3 separate regions of the Mus musculus genome follow, and regions 2 and 3 are each linked to region 1. Evidence: chromatin contacts called from public promoter capture Hi-C data. All regions are on one chromosome and are shown on one strand. Each heading gives the region's core, a stretch centred on a gene start, on an enhancer-like site or on the middle of the called end of the contact. The rest is flanking DNA. Distances are from core to core; before and after follow the strand shown. Region 1 holds the start of Rabl2 (RAB, member RAS oncogene family-like 2). Region 2 holds the start of Abcd2 (ATP-binding cassette, sub-family D (ALD), member 2). Region 3 holds the start of Cpne8 (copine VIII).

Region 1 (4,465 bases), core at 1,382-3,881:
GCAAGGGACAGAGGAGGGAGGGAGGGATCTGCCTTGACTGGAGAAGGAGAGGAGAGACAGCACCTGAGAGATGTGAGACAGAAAGCATAGCTGCCATATAGGAGGAGCTGGGGGAACGCAGCCCAAGAGGGCTGCACGTCTGGGTCTGGGGCAGCCAAATGGAATATAGGTTTGAGTAAGAAATAACTCAGGAATATCCAAGGGAAGTGGATTAGCCACCTGGAGGTTAGGAAGTGGCCCAGCAATTGAGCCATTTTAGGCATCAAAGTATAAAGGCTGTGTGTGTGTGTGTGTGTGCGCGTGTGCGCGTGTGTGTGTGTGTGTGTGTGTGTGTGTGTAGCCACTGGGTGGCTGGGTGCTTCTTCTGACTCATTTGAAACTAGTCTCCCTCTTTCTCTCAAGCCGTTTATCACGAAGGCTTTCTGGCCCAAGTGTCCATGTATGCTGTCTGCCCTGCCCTGCTGCATGTGATCCAGTCCTCCAACCTTCTCCAGGACTTGACAGCAATCTTACAACCCTATCAGTTACTCTAGGAGGACTCAGTCGCAGTGGGTCTTAGGGAATACATAGCATAAGGGCTACTCACAAACCTCTGCCAGGTAAACTCATAACTGCACTGGGGGCAGGATGGGATTCCTCTCCTAGTTTCTGCTCAGATGAGGTCATCTAGGCCAAAGCTTCTTAAATTCTTTCTGCTCATGGCCCCTTTCACCCCGTAAATTTTAGGTAAACACAGATGTATAGGTATATAATATAGGTAAACAACTCAAACATTTACCCATGATAAACTATATGGAATTTTATTTTATTTTACAATAATTCATTGATATGCATATAATTTTACCATTTATTTAAGACAAAAGCAATATCTGGATTGCTTTATTTAATAAAATATTAAATCTTGGCTAAACATTTGATACTACATTTTTCATAGCTGATTTCTTTTTTTTAAGATTTATTTATTTATTTTATGTATATGAGTACACTGTCTTCAGACACACCAGAAGAGGGCATCAGATTCCATTACAGATGGTTGTGAGCCACTGTGTAGTTGCTGAGAATTGAAATCAGGACCTCTGGAAGAGTAGTCAGTGCTCTTAACCGCTGAGCCATCTCTTTAGCCCCTTTCATAGCTGATTTCATAGTTTAGATATTATTAGTGCTGAGAATGCTGCTACCGCACAAAGCAGCAGATGTGTGTTTGGAGTGATCTCAAAACTTGTTGGAAATTTTGTCCTCATCCCAAGCCAAAATTTATTTAGTCCTTTTTTTTTTTTAAGAAAAACAAAACTCAACAACTCAAAACACCAATTTCTAAAAACCAAGTATTTTAACATGATATAATCCAAAGATATACTAATTAGATAAATACTGTTTGAAATGCTGGTAGGAGAATATACAATAATAATAATAATAACAACAACAACATCCATGAAGCCTGAGGTGAGGAACTCCCACCTCCAACACACACACACACACACACACACACACACACACACACACAGTGTTGGAACTCATCCATCACTGAGCACAATAGCTTTGAACCTAGAATATTTCAGGCAGTGTTCTAGACTCTCTATGGCACTGCAGCAGGAGCATGTTGTAAAGCTGAGGTAAATCCCCAAGAGTCCATAAAGCGAAGGCTCCCAAGAGACACCACGGATACATTACAGTTTTTATTGTGAAATAATTTTTGATCTTTGCTATTAGGTCTCAAGCAATTGGCTAACTGAGGCGCCTATTTAACATATCAATGCAGACCTGGGTTCTCCCAGCATGCCCAGTCTCTACCTGTTAGAGGGTAGGGCTAGCATCCCCTGCCCCTACCCTAAACTACTCCAGCCCAAGGGCTGGGGGGAGGGGGGCTTTTCCCTAGTTGCCCCTCCATATATAGAGAGAGATTAAGAAAGTCAGAGCTCAGGGGCTCTTATGGAAGAGCTGGGGGAATGATTGAGGGCCCCCCCCCGGGGGGGGGGGGTATATGAACTCCACAGGAAGACTGACAGAGTCAAATAACCTGGACCCTTGAGGGTTCTCAGAAACTGAACCGCCAACCAAAGGGCATACACGGTTGGACACACAACACACACACACACACACACACACACACAGTAGGTGTGAAGCTCAGTCTTCATGTGGGTCCCCCAGCAACTGGAGTGGGGAGGGGGCTACCCCTAAAGCTGTTGCCCGTCTGTGGAATTCCTCTAGCTGGGTGGGCTGCCTTATCTGGCCTCAGTGGGAAAGGATGCACCTAGCCCTGCAGAGACTTAGTGTGCCAAGGTGAGAGAACACCCAAGGTCGGGGAAGGGGTGCAGGGGCTCTACTCTCTGAGAAAAGGAAGAGATGGGGGAAGGGACTGTGTGAGGGGGAGTCGGGTGGGAGAGGCAGCTACCGGTATGGAAAGTGAATAAATAAATTAAGGGGGGGTGTGTCGAGAAACAAGGCATCACATACTGCAGCAACCTGTTGCTGGCCATATGCCTCTCCAACCTGCGGTTCCCACTCCCACCGCAGACCAGTATGCCAGAGCATCCGCTCTGTCATCCCCGGGTCAGTAGAACAGATGCGCATCCTGGAAGGTGCCAGACAGACAGGCACTGCGCTAGCCAGCCCGCGCCTCGCTGAGGTCCTTCGGGCCATTGCCGGACAGCCCAGCTCGGGGTCCTGGTGCGGTCGCGTAGCAGCGGCAGAGACGCGGCCGAGCTGCTGCGGGACTGCAGTCATCTGTAAACGGGTAAGGCGGCTGGCTGCCTTGGCGGCCCAGGGGCTGTGGTGGGCGAGCGCATCTGCGGTGTTCCGGGTCCCTCTAAGCCTCCGCGAAGCCGAAAGTGCCTGGGGAACCCGCCCGAGAGGTGGGGCGGAGGGAAGGCGGAGACCCAGCCGAGAGCCGACCGCAGATCGCGGGTCCTTTATAAGGAGATGAGGGGTTAGGCCTGGTGGGCGCCTAAAAAACGTTTGTCCCACGAAAGAAAGCCCTCGTAAATCGCGAAGACACTGACAGTCACTGAGGGCTTCCATTGTGAGTCGATAGTCGGGGTTTGGCTTTCGAACGGACCACTCCCAGTCAGGCTGTAGTGTGAATGCCGTGCGTCCAGCTGGCGAAGAATCTGGATTATTGTACATTCGTACATTCGAAGCAGTGTTTGTCGAATCGGATTTGAATATGAAACGAGTGGACCGGGCTAGAGATGATGTTACGCACTGGTGTTGACACTGGATAGTAGTCACGTCTTATACTTGTGGAAATATGAGAAGTGTGCATAGAACTAGTTTACTGTTTATGTTTAACGTGTAACGTTCCTATATGCCCTAGTCTCCTGTTTACAAAACTGATGAGCAGTTAAATATCTGAGTTTAGGCAGTGCAGGACAAAGTCTTGACATGGTATTGTTTGTATCATCTACATTTAGGAATTGGGTAAAATTACAGAGCAGTAGTTCTCAACTTGTGTGACCCTTTTGGGAGTCTAATGATCCACTCTTTACAGGGCACACCTAAAACCATCAGAAAAATACAGATATTTTCATCACTACAGTTATGAAGTAGCAACTGGAATAATATTATGGTTGAGGGAGTCACCACCACATGAGCCACTAGTTGCAGCATTAGGAAGGCTGAAAGCCACTAGAGGTTTAAAAAGGACACCCGCAAAATAAAAATAAATAAATAAAAGTTTTGAGGAATTACCAAGGTGAAGGGACTGTGATGCTGATGGCAGCAATGGGACAGAGAAGGAAAGTGGTCATGAATGGGTCAGGCATCATAGATTGTACAGTTAATGTCTGCCTGTTTTTGCGAAATATCAGATTTCCATGTGACTTGGGCACTCTGTTGATGTTTGTTGCTTGTGTTTTTACAAGTAAAAATATGTATATAGAAAATGTATATATGCTGAACTTGTAAATCTAGTACAGAAGGTAGGGAGAGAGGTGTGACCCAGACACCTCTGCAATGAGAAATGTCAGGAGACTCCAGAGACAGAGATAGAGCTCCCAGGCTCAGCGCATGGTGGCCAAGTTGTCAGGATGTGGGTTCTCTCTCATCAGCTGCTCAGGAAGAAGAAGAAACTAGATTTAGTTGAGGGGAGTTCTCACCTCTTAACGGCGAACTCTTGTCGGCTTTCCCAGACGGTGACGAGACCCCGGGGCTGGCAGTCGTCTGCCAACAAGAGCCGATGGCAGGGGACAGAAACAGGCACTGTGAGCTGGAGCAGGAGAAGTACGACACCCATGAGAACGTGAAGATCATCTGCCTGGGGGACAGTGCGGTGGGCAAGTCCAAGTACGTCAGAAAATCAGGGAAGAGCAAACGACCCCAGAGCGGCCCTGGGTGGATGAGAAAGGTCCTCCAGAGATGGAGAGAGTGTATGTGGTTTCTGTGAGCTGGTGAGGGGGGCACCATGATGGGAGACCAGGTGTGCATGGGCAGAAATGTCAGTAACTGTGTTCAGGAGGAAATGAGAGAG
Region 2 (4,465 bases), core at 545-3,044, 1.6 Mb before region 1:
AGCAGCTATGCAGTTAAAAGGATCCTAGGTGAAGCTCCCCTGCTATTTCTAGGAGACATACTTTCACAGCAGATTTTCTGGTCCTCTGGCTCTTCCAGTCTTCCCACCACTCTACCCTGATGTTTCCTGGACCCTAGATGCAAGAGATGCGCTGCTGTAGATGTATTAATTGGCAGCCCAGGGAGTCTTATCAGCATTGCTTGAGTGTGCTAATATGACCAAATACCAAAGATATGTGTCATTTGTATGTTGGTACATCTGTTAAGTTGGATGCAAATAAAAGACCTCTGGATAACAAACAATTCTTAGATTTAATATATGTATGCCAAAGAGCTCAAAAGAATACTGTTTTTTAAAAATCATTCTTGGTAAAGGCAATTCTTTGACTCATGTCTAATGAACAATAACGATCACAAGACATTGGGGCACATATTCTAGCAGGGAGGTTTGCAGACTTCTATATACAATGTTTTTTTTTAAACAACTGACTATTTTATTTAATGTCTACACCCACTTCCCAGAATAGCATCGTTTCCATTTTACAGATAGAAGGCAAAGCTGAAGCACAGAGAGGACTAGTAACGAACACACAAGTGACCCGTTGTGATGTGACAATCACCATGTAGCTATCTTTCACTTCTTTAAATCAGGACAGATGTGGGGGTGTCAAAGTGCACTCCTGCCCTGGAACTACTATGGAGGATCAAAAGGGAGAGTCTGTGCATAATAAGGCCCAAGTATAAAATGATGCTTAGCTTAAGGGTCAAATAACACTAGCAGGTTAAAATAAGCCGTTCTACCTAACTGTGCTGGGCTCTGGCTTAAATGCACACCTTCAGGATAAGCCAGTCGTTGGAAAGACAGAAGAGAGGAGCAGAGAAAGGCTCTATCATGCAAAATCACCTTTGCCTTGCCTTCAAAAAAAGACCTTCAATTTATTAAAAATTATACAAAGTTTTGCTTGACTATTGATCCTTATGCCTTCCACTGGGAATGTGAATAATTTTTAAACTTTCTTGATTGTTGTCAAACAGCAAAAATGTTCATAGGAAGAAGCCAGCAGATTATCTCTGAGCCTAAAGAAAAACATGAAGAAAAAAAAAAAAAGTCTTGAAGAAATGCTTCCTAAAAATTGTTTTCCATCATAGGATCCCAGTTCGATTTCCCAGCTGATAAAATTCTTAAATTACCTCCAAACAAAAACAAACAAACAAACAAACAAAACACAAGGGAGATTTTTAAGTCACTTCGTAAGCAAATATTAATGTGTCAGATAACATTGCTAAACATAATCGTGGAGCAGAAAGAACTTTATTATCAGGACAAGTTAGTACCAAGGGATCTTGGGGAAGAACTCTGGGTGTAGCTCTGAGTGACTGTTTTCTGTAATACCCAAGCTCGCCTCCAGCTTATTTACAATAGCAGCCAATCTAATAGTTTCTGTGAATATCTGGGGAGAGTCGAAACAAGGGCGAAGGGCGGGAGTGAGGGGGGGGGGGGACAACATCTTCTGAACAAAACATTCTCAAGGATACATGTTTGCTATTTTGTCTTATGCCTCTCGCTGTTATCACTCTCTTGTCTGACTCCTTTCCCTGGGCCGGTTCCGTTAATCCTCTTGAGGCTCCTCCCTCCTCTCGCTGTTTCTTTCTCTCTGGGCTCATTAAAGCTGCTGCAATCCTTCCTTCCCTCTGCCTTCCCCTTTGTAGAAATCTTAGAGACGGGATGTATATTCTGAAACTTCTGAGGGTTTCTAAGTGCCGCTGAGCATGCTCAGTAGCTCTAAGGGAAGGTTTGTTCTCCAGCAGCTGACCTCATTCGACCTCTCCAGAAATAGATATTTAACTCTCTGAACTCCTGTTTAAGTATAGGATTTGTTTTGGCTCTCTCTTCGTTTTTAAGGTTCAAAGGGAAGAGGCCAGGAGTCCAGGGTCTCACCGCCCACGCAGCCAATGAGACGCCTGTGGGTGGAGCCTGGCCAGCTCTGGCTGCTGAGGGACTCGCCCCCGGAGGATGCGGTGGAGTTTGTGCTTTGCTGCATCCGTCACTGAAGAACAAAATAAGAGTAAAGGAGACAAGCTGCAGAGCATGGGAGGCTGTGGGGTCTTCTGAAACCTTTGCTGGGCTTTCCGCGGAGCATGAGCTTTTAAAACGAATTCTTTTCAAAGAAACCCATTTGTGTAGCTGGAAAAATGATACACATGCTAAATGCAGCAGCCTATCGGGTGAAATGGACCAGATCCGGTGCTGCTAAAAGGGCTGCCTGCCTGGTGGCTGCGGCATATGCTCTGAAAACCCTCTATCCCATCATTGGCAAGCGTTTAAAGCAGCCTGGCCACAGGAAGGCAAAAGCAGAAGCTTACTCGCCTGCAGAGAACAGAGAAATACTGCATTGCACGGAGATCATCTGTAAAAAACCTGCGCCGGGACTAAATGCAGCTTTTTTCAAACAGCTACTAGAACTTCGGAAAATCCTCTTTCCAAAACTTGTGACCACTGAAACGGGGTGGCTCTGCCTCCACTCGGTGGCTCTAATCTCAAGAACATTTCTCTCTATTTATGTGGCTGGTCTGGATGGGAAAATCGTGAAAAGCATCGTGGAAAAGAAGCCTCGGACTTTCATCATCAAATTAATCAAGTGGCTTATGATTGCTATCCCTGCTACCTTTGTCAACAGTGCTATCAGGTACCTGGAATGCAAACTGGCATTGGCCTTTAGAACTCGCTTAGTAGACCATGCCTATGAGACCTATTTCGCAAATCAGACTTATTATAAGGTGATAAATATGGATGGGAGGCTGGCAAACCCTGACCAGTCTCTTACCGAAGACATTATGATGTTCTCGCAATCTGTGGCTCACCTGTATTCCAACCTTACCAAACCTATTTTAGATGTCATTCTAACCTCCTATACTCTCATCCGGACAGCTACATCCAGAGGAGCAAGCCCTATAGGGCCCACCCTGTTAGCAGGACTTGTCGTGTATGCCACTGCTAAAGTACTGAAAGCTTGCTCGCCCAAATTTGGTTCGCTGGTGGCTGAAGAAGCCCACAGGAAAGGCTACCTGCGGTATGTCCACTCCCGAATCATAGCCAATGTAGAAGAAATTGCCTTCTACAGAGGACATAAGGTAAGACAGGCATTAAAGCAACGGGTGAAATGTGAGACTGTTCAGGCAGCCACTGCACTGCCAGATACCATCTGTTGTCTTGTTGACAGACCCACTTTCTGAGCATTTTACAGTCCCCGTGCCCCCCGCTCCACCCCCACCCGCCGTCCCCGTAGCTAAATCATGCTAAAATACATGAGCCCTTTAAATCGCCAGCCAGGAGAGAATGAAAGAGTCCAAACTTCTCTGAAGTTTCATGAGAATAAAATGTCTATTCTTTTTTAAGTAAGCGGTCTTCATAGCCTCTGTTACTCTAGTGTGACTGTAATGAATGAGCTCAAAGGCTTTTTCTTAAAACTTAAGTACTAACTTGGTGAAGGGTTCTGCACATTGTGAAGTCCATGCACTTTTAGGAACTGAGAGTAAACTTCTTTGGATTGAGAGGGAGATGTTGGAGTATCCTTTGTCGTTCTTTTGTGTTGGGGGATGGGGAGGGGGCGAGAACTGCTTTCAAAGAAAAAAACAGTTCAGACACTTTTGCAAGACTGATCAATGAGAGTGGTGTGCAGATGAGGAAATGTAGAGGAGTGTCTCACGAAATGGCCTTTACTTTTAACTTTGGCTGAGGACATAATTTTGACAGAGATAATTAAATTTTGCCTAGGAGAGGAGTAAAAACTAAGATTAGCGAGGACAGGAGTAGGAAGGAGCACCGCGGTGCTATTTTTAAATGGTACCGATCTTCAACAGTCGAATAATTAGCCCAGTTATGTAAAATCGTAGTGTCTTATAGTGGCTTCACAATGTTGAGTATGGTATAAATTGGGGGTGAGGACATCTGAAATACAATACCAATGGTTTGGCAAGATAGAGAGGAGTATTTTTAAATATATTTTAATTTCCAAGCAGAATGGCGTTCCCTTTAAAGCATCAAGAATTATCATTGTTTCTTTCTCAATCACAGAAGCAATCCGAAGGAAAAAAAATCTAAACTAATTTAGGACCTCTATTCCTACTTGGTATTTGCTATGTGTGCCGTGTCCTGATTTATTTATTTATTTTTTTTGTTTGTTTGTTTGAAACATTGAGCTCAGTGTAAATTAGTAGATTCTTCATTCAAAAGACAAAATCTGGGAAACTAAGCCAGTTCAAAACAGTATAATTATACACGTTGTGTTTGGTTTTGGTTATTTTTGGTGTTCTCAAGAGTGATATGGGTTTAACAAGGCTTACTTGTATCGTCATAAAATATTATTTAATTTTAACATCTTAAATTTTAAAATTTTAAAAGTATAAGTTTTTCCCTCCCTCCCTTTCTCTCCCTCTTTCTCCCTCCCTCTCTTTCTTTCTCTCTA
Region 3 (4,465 bases), core at 1,394-3,893, 1.1 Mb before region 1:
CTGACTCCCAGGGCCACATTCTCTTCAAAGTGTCAAGTGCGAACTCCTGCCTCTGTCAGAGGTTGCAGTTGTCTGGAGTTCCCCAGGAAAGTACAGAGCAGCTTCAGTCTCTGCCTCACTGTGTTTCCTCCAGTCTCTTCCTATGGTACCAACAAGTCAAACCTGACACATATTAAGGAAGGCCTAAAAAACATGGCAAATTGTACAGTGTTTGCGGTCAGAAGATGAATTCTGATAAGATGCCAGTTCCTCTCTATTAGGGACCATGTCTAGGATAAACATAAGCTCAATTAAAAATTTAGGAATTTTTATAGACATTGTCAAGGTGAATCTGAATTCTGTGAGGAAAATACAAACATTTTAAAGTGGCCAAACTCTTTGGAAAGGAATCAATTAAAAATATCCTGTTGCCGTAGTAGTTAAGACACTCTGATTCTGGTTTAAACAGAGACAGACAGGTCAACAGAACAAGGCAGTGTCCAAGAGTGAACTTATTTGCTATGTTGATTTTTTGGCAAAGATTACTTTAAGATAATTTTAAAACATTCTTTAAAAGAAACCATAGACCCAAATGTAAATTCTGAAACTAAAATTACAAGAAGAAAACAAAATATATTTTTATATATGTATGTATGTGTGTATAATATATATATATACATATATATATATACATATATATATATATATATATATATATGCCAAGGGTTTTTAGCATTGACATGGGCATAAACTAAACCAAAACAGCAAACAAACAAACAAAAAAACTCTCATAGATAAAATTGGCCATCATATATTACTTTAGGATAGAAAATAGTAAAACTAGTTTGTAAAAACAATTCAGTAATTTCTTAAGAAATTACGTGTACTCTTCCACTTTCATCTGGCTATTCTATTTCTACTTGCCCAGTGTGATGAAAGCTTATGCCCACAAAAGACCCATATGCCAGCGTTCACAGCAGTCTCGTATGTAATAGCCCAAACCCAGGGGCAAGTACACTGTTCATCAAGATGAGTGGGTGACCAATTTGTGGCAAGTCTCTAAAAGGAAGATTATTCACTATTGATGCACCTGTTATCGTAGATGAAACTGCAAAGAATTTTACAGACGGAAAGAAACCGGGTTAGGCATGGAGTGTGCCATATTCTGTGGTATTTAAATTAAAGATGAAGTGTTGTTTTAATGGCGAAAGCAGGGATTGATTACAAAAGAGACACAAGAAGCTTTTGGGGCGAGGGAATGGTTTATTATTTTGGTGTGGTGATGGTTTAGCGGGTTGATACCGATCGTAATCCATCAGAGGGCACACTTTAAATACCTGCATGCTATTGTGCATGTAAATCAATGCATTCAGATACACACACATATGGACCTAGATAAAGTGGAAAATTCGGAGAAGGCCTCTGGGTTGAGCACTAAAGTCCTTACCTTTTATTTCTTCAGGAGGTGCCTGCAAAATAAAATTCTAGTTTGCTTAAAAAAAAAAACCCTCTAGACCTCCTCCACCAAATCAATTTCAGGCATCAATAAGAGAGCTTGAGGGAAAATTCTAGTCATCAGCTGCAGTTTAATTTGTGATAGGGGGAAGAGAAAGAAAAACAGAACTGGTGGATTTAAGGGGTGGTGAAGGGAGGGCGGGGCGACCAGGGAAAGCAAACAAGACCAAAGTGACGCAAACATTTGGGGCAGGGAAGAGCGGCAAGCATCTACACTCTATTTCCCCTGCAACCACACAGATTCTTTAAGGAAGTGGCTCCAAGTGGATTAAAATACCACAAGGGAGACCAGTCACAAGCCCAGGATTCTCCAGGTGAGCCAGGGCTAGAGCCAGCCACGCTCCCTCCTGAGGCTGGGCGCCCTGCTCTCCACCGCCCCCTGGCGGCCATCGCCAGAAGACCCGCAGTGACGCCTCGGGTCAGGTGTGCGCAGGAAAGTGGGGGTTACCCGGCAAGCTGCGGCGGCGCCCCGCGTCTTGCCCACTCCCAGTCGCGCCGCCAGGAATCTATTTGCTAAACTCCCCGGTCACCCGAGCTGCTCATCTGCTTTACGCTGCCCTGCTTTCAGGTCTTGAGGAGCAGGATTGAGGAGGAGCTAGATTATAAGTTATTATTACGACCTCCCGGGCCTCAGGGCAGAAATCCCTGCGGTTTGGCAAGTGCGTTGCAAGGCGCCGATCTTGCCTTAAGGAGACCCTCGCCTAAAAGTTGCAGGGGATGGCAGACGCATTGAAACCTCTCTTATAACGCTGCGATTGTCCCAACAGCGTCCACTCCACCCAAGCTTGCCCCATATATTGGCACGCCCCTCTGCACCAGGAGTCAAAGGCTGGTGGCCATCCCTTGCCCCACCACCACATCAGTCCAGTAGCCCGAAGTGGGGAGCATATCAGCTGGGGCGGGGGGCAATCGCCGGCGCCTGGGGCTCTCCCACTAGACGGCGCGGTGTCTGTCCGGGTCACCTACTGTCTCTGCGCCCTACGCCCAGAGCCCCCGAGCTGCAGACCCAGTCACCGCCCGGGGGCTGCCCCAGGGCGGGAGCAGCCCGGAGCGCCACTTGGGAGACCGAGGCGGCTTTGCCAGGACTGGCTCGGTCGCCGGATTCGCGACGAGGTCCGCCTCCTCCCTCCCCTTCCCGCGCCGCCTCCGCCTCCTTCCTCTGCCTCCACCCTCACCCCTTCCCGTCGGTGCGGAGCTCCGCTCCGAGCAGCGCTCAGCCCGCCGCAGCTTGGATGTGGGCTCGGGACAAGTGCTCCGTTCCTCAGCTCGAGATGGACAGCCGCTACACCAGCGCCACGGGCATCGGGGACTTGAACCAGCTGAGTGCGGCCATCCCCGCCACACGAGTGGAGGTGTCAGTGTCCTGCAGGTGAGGACGCGGCTCTCTTTTCTTCCTTCCATCCGAGCTTGGTGGCACTTGGCTAGCGCTCCAGGTACCACGAGGCTTGGCGCTGGTGAGAAGTTGCATGCTGAGTGGGGACTAGTTGTGGTACTGGCTGACGTTACCTTCCCCTCCTCCCCCCCAGAGGGTCAAATGACACAGAACTGGGGACGAGAGTGGTGGGCTTTGGCTGAGTCTTTTTTTTTTTTTTTTCTGGGAAATGTTGTGAAAGTTGGCAAAGCTGTGACTCAGCTACAGAAACCCTAGCCGCCGCCCACTTCGCAACCTTTTAAAAAATTATTTATTTATTTTAAACAACCGCAATCAGGGCCAGAGGTTCAGTGATGTCGGGAACCGAAGGGTCAGTCCTACCAAGAGCGCGCGTGATGCTGCGCACCTTGGCCAGGGACTCCCTCTGCCAGGCGTCCGGGAAGCCATGCGGTGGGCTCAGCTCCAGTTCCACAGCTTCCTCCTCCCCACTCACTTCCTGGAACCATCCAGCTTCCTTACCCTCCACCCTTCCGGGACGTTTACCCTAGGCCTGTAGCGGTTCCAGGTTCAGTCTTCCAGGCAGAGGCTTACCTAAGAATTGAGAAGTCACGACTTATTTTCTGCCCGCCGGTAGACAAACATCAGAATGCTTTCAGCAACTCTCAAGGACTGCCAGTTTCAGACTCCCTTCCTGATACTCCCTGGGCCAGATCCTCAGTAAGTTAGGTAGAATAGCTGTGCTGCCCCAGTTTTGGGGAATTAGATGGTTGGCTATATTAAGAATACTACATTGCACGTACCCAGGTGCCCACTTCCAGGCTGAATACTTCCTTTCACCGGTCTCGTTGGAAAACTTCACTCCTACCCCTCTACGCCCCCGTGTTTTTAAATGCCCTCACATGTTCTTAGCCTTTCTGTAAGGAAAGATCGTTGTAAAAGACTTTAATAAGCATGAGTGATTTTTGTTGTAAACAAACCCTGAAGTTTAAACGCCGCTAAAACAGGTTCTCAGCTTTCTTAATGCTGTGACAATTTAATGCTGTTTCCCATGTAGTGGTGATCCCCCCATCTTAAAATTATTTTTGTTGCTGCTTTATAGCTGTATTTTTGCTACTGTTACAAATCCTAATGTAAATATCTGTGTTTTCTGATGGTCCTAGGTGAGCCCCGTGAAAGGGTCATGTGACTCACAGAGGGGTCGCGACCCACAGGTTGAACATTCCTGCCCTGAAACTAAAGTTTCTTGGAAATTCAAGTTTTAGCACCCATTCCCCAAGTGGCCATGTTCTTTGGTAGGGGAAAACCCTGGGATAACATAGGATTTGCTCTGATTCACCTCAGAATGTGAAAGTTCATGACATCAGCCCTGGGGTTATTGGGGTAACTGCTTTGAATGCTCCACTAGGCTCCTTCCAGTTAGCAGCTGCCTGGCAGACTCCTGTGGCGATTTGTAGGTGAATCTCTTCTCTCTGAAGCTGGCTTTAATATTAGGTGACTGTTACCTAACACCGTATAACACAATGGGCAGTGGGTGGTCAGGAATTCTACTATCTCAGCATCTTTTAGAGGTCTGTCATTTGTTTGAAATCCTGCGGCATC

What was found. Promoter capture Hi-C pulls out the DNA fragments that hold promoters and counts their contacts.
Region 2: a promoter capture Hi-C map of second pharyngeal arch cranial neural crest shows a contact between it and region 1, with 5 times the contacts expected there. The contact joins the promoter of Abcd2 here to the promoter of Rabl2 in region 1. A contact is called at or near these places in 7 of 39 promoter capture datasets (the 3T3-L1 cell line, cranial neural crest, hippocampal neurons and 3 more).
Region 3: a promoter capture Hi-C map of stem cell-derived epiblast-like cells shows a contact between it and region 1, with 7 times the contacts expected there. The contact joins the promoter of Cpne8 here to the promoter of Rabl2 in region 1. A contact is called at or near these places in 10 of 39 promoter capture datasets (the 3T3-L1 cell line, the SN4741 cell line, cranial neural crest and 5 more).

Annotation. Positions count from the first base shown.
Region 1 is chr15:89,590,089-89,594,553 of GRCm38.p6, reverse strand. Rabl2 (RAB, member RAS oncogene family-like 2) reads left to right here and starts at 2,631. Exons shown (of 9, transcript NM_026817.3): 1 at 2,631-2,734; 2 at 4,128-4,281. The coding sequence starts at 4,175.
Region 2 is chr15:91,189,336-91,193,800 of GRCm38.p6, reverse strand. It overlaps Abcd2 (ATP-binding cassette, sub-family D (ALD), member 2), which reads left to right and starts at 1,794. Exons shown (of 10, transcript NM_011994.3): 1 at 1,794-3,131. The coding sequence starts at 2,193.
Region 3 is chr15:90,677,566-90,682,030 of GRCm38.p6, reverse strand. It overlaps Cpne8 (copine VIII), which reads left to right and starts at 2,643. Exons shown (of 20, transcript NM_025815.2): 1 at 2,643-2,863. The coding sequence starts at 2,727.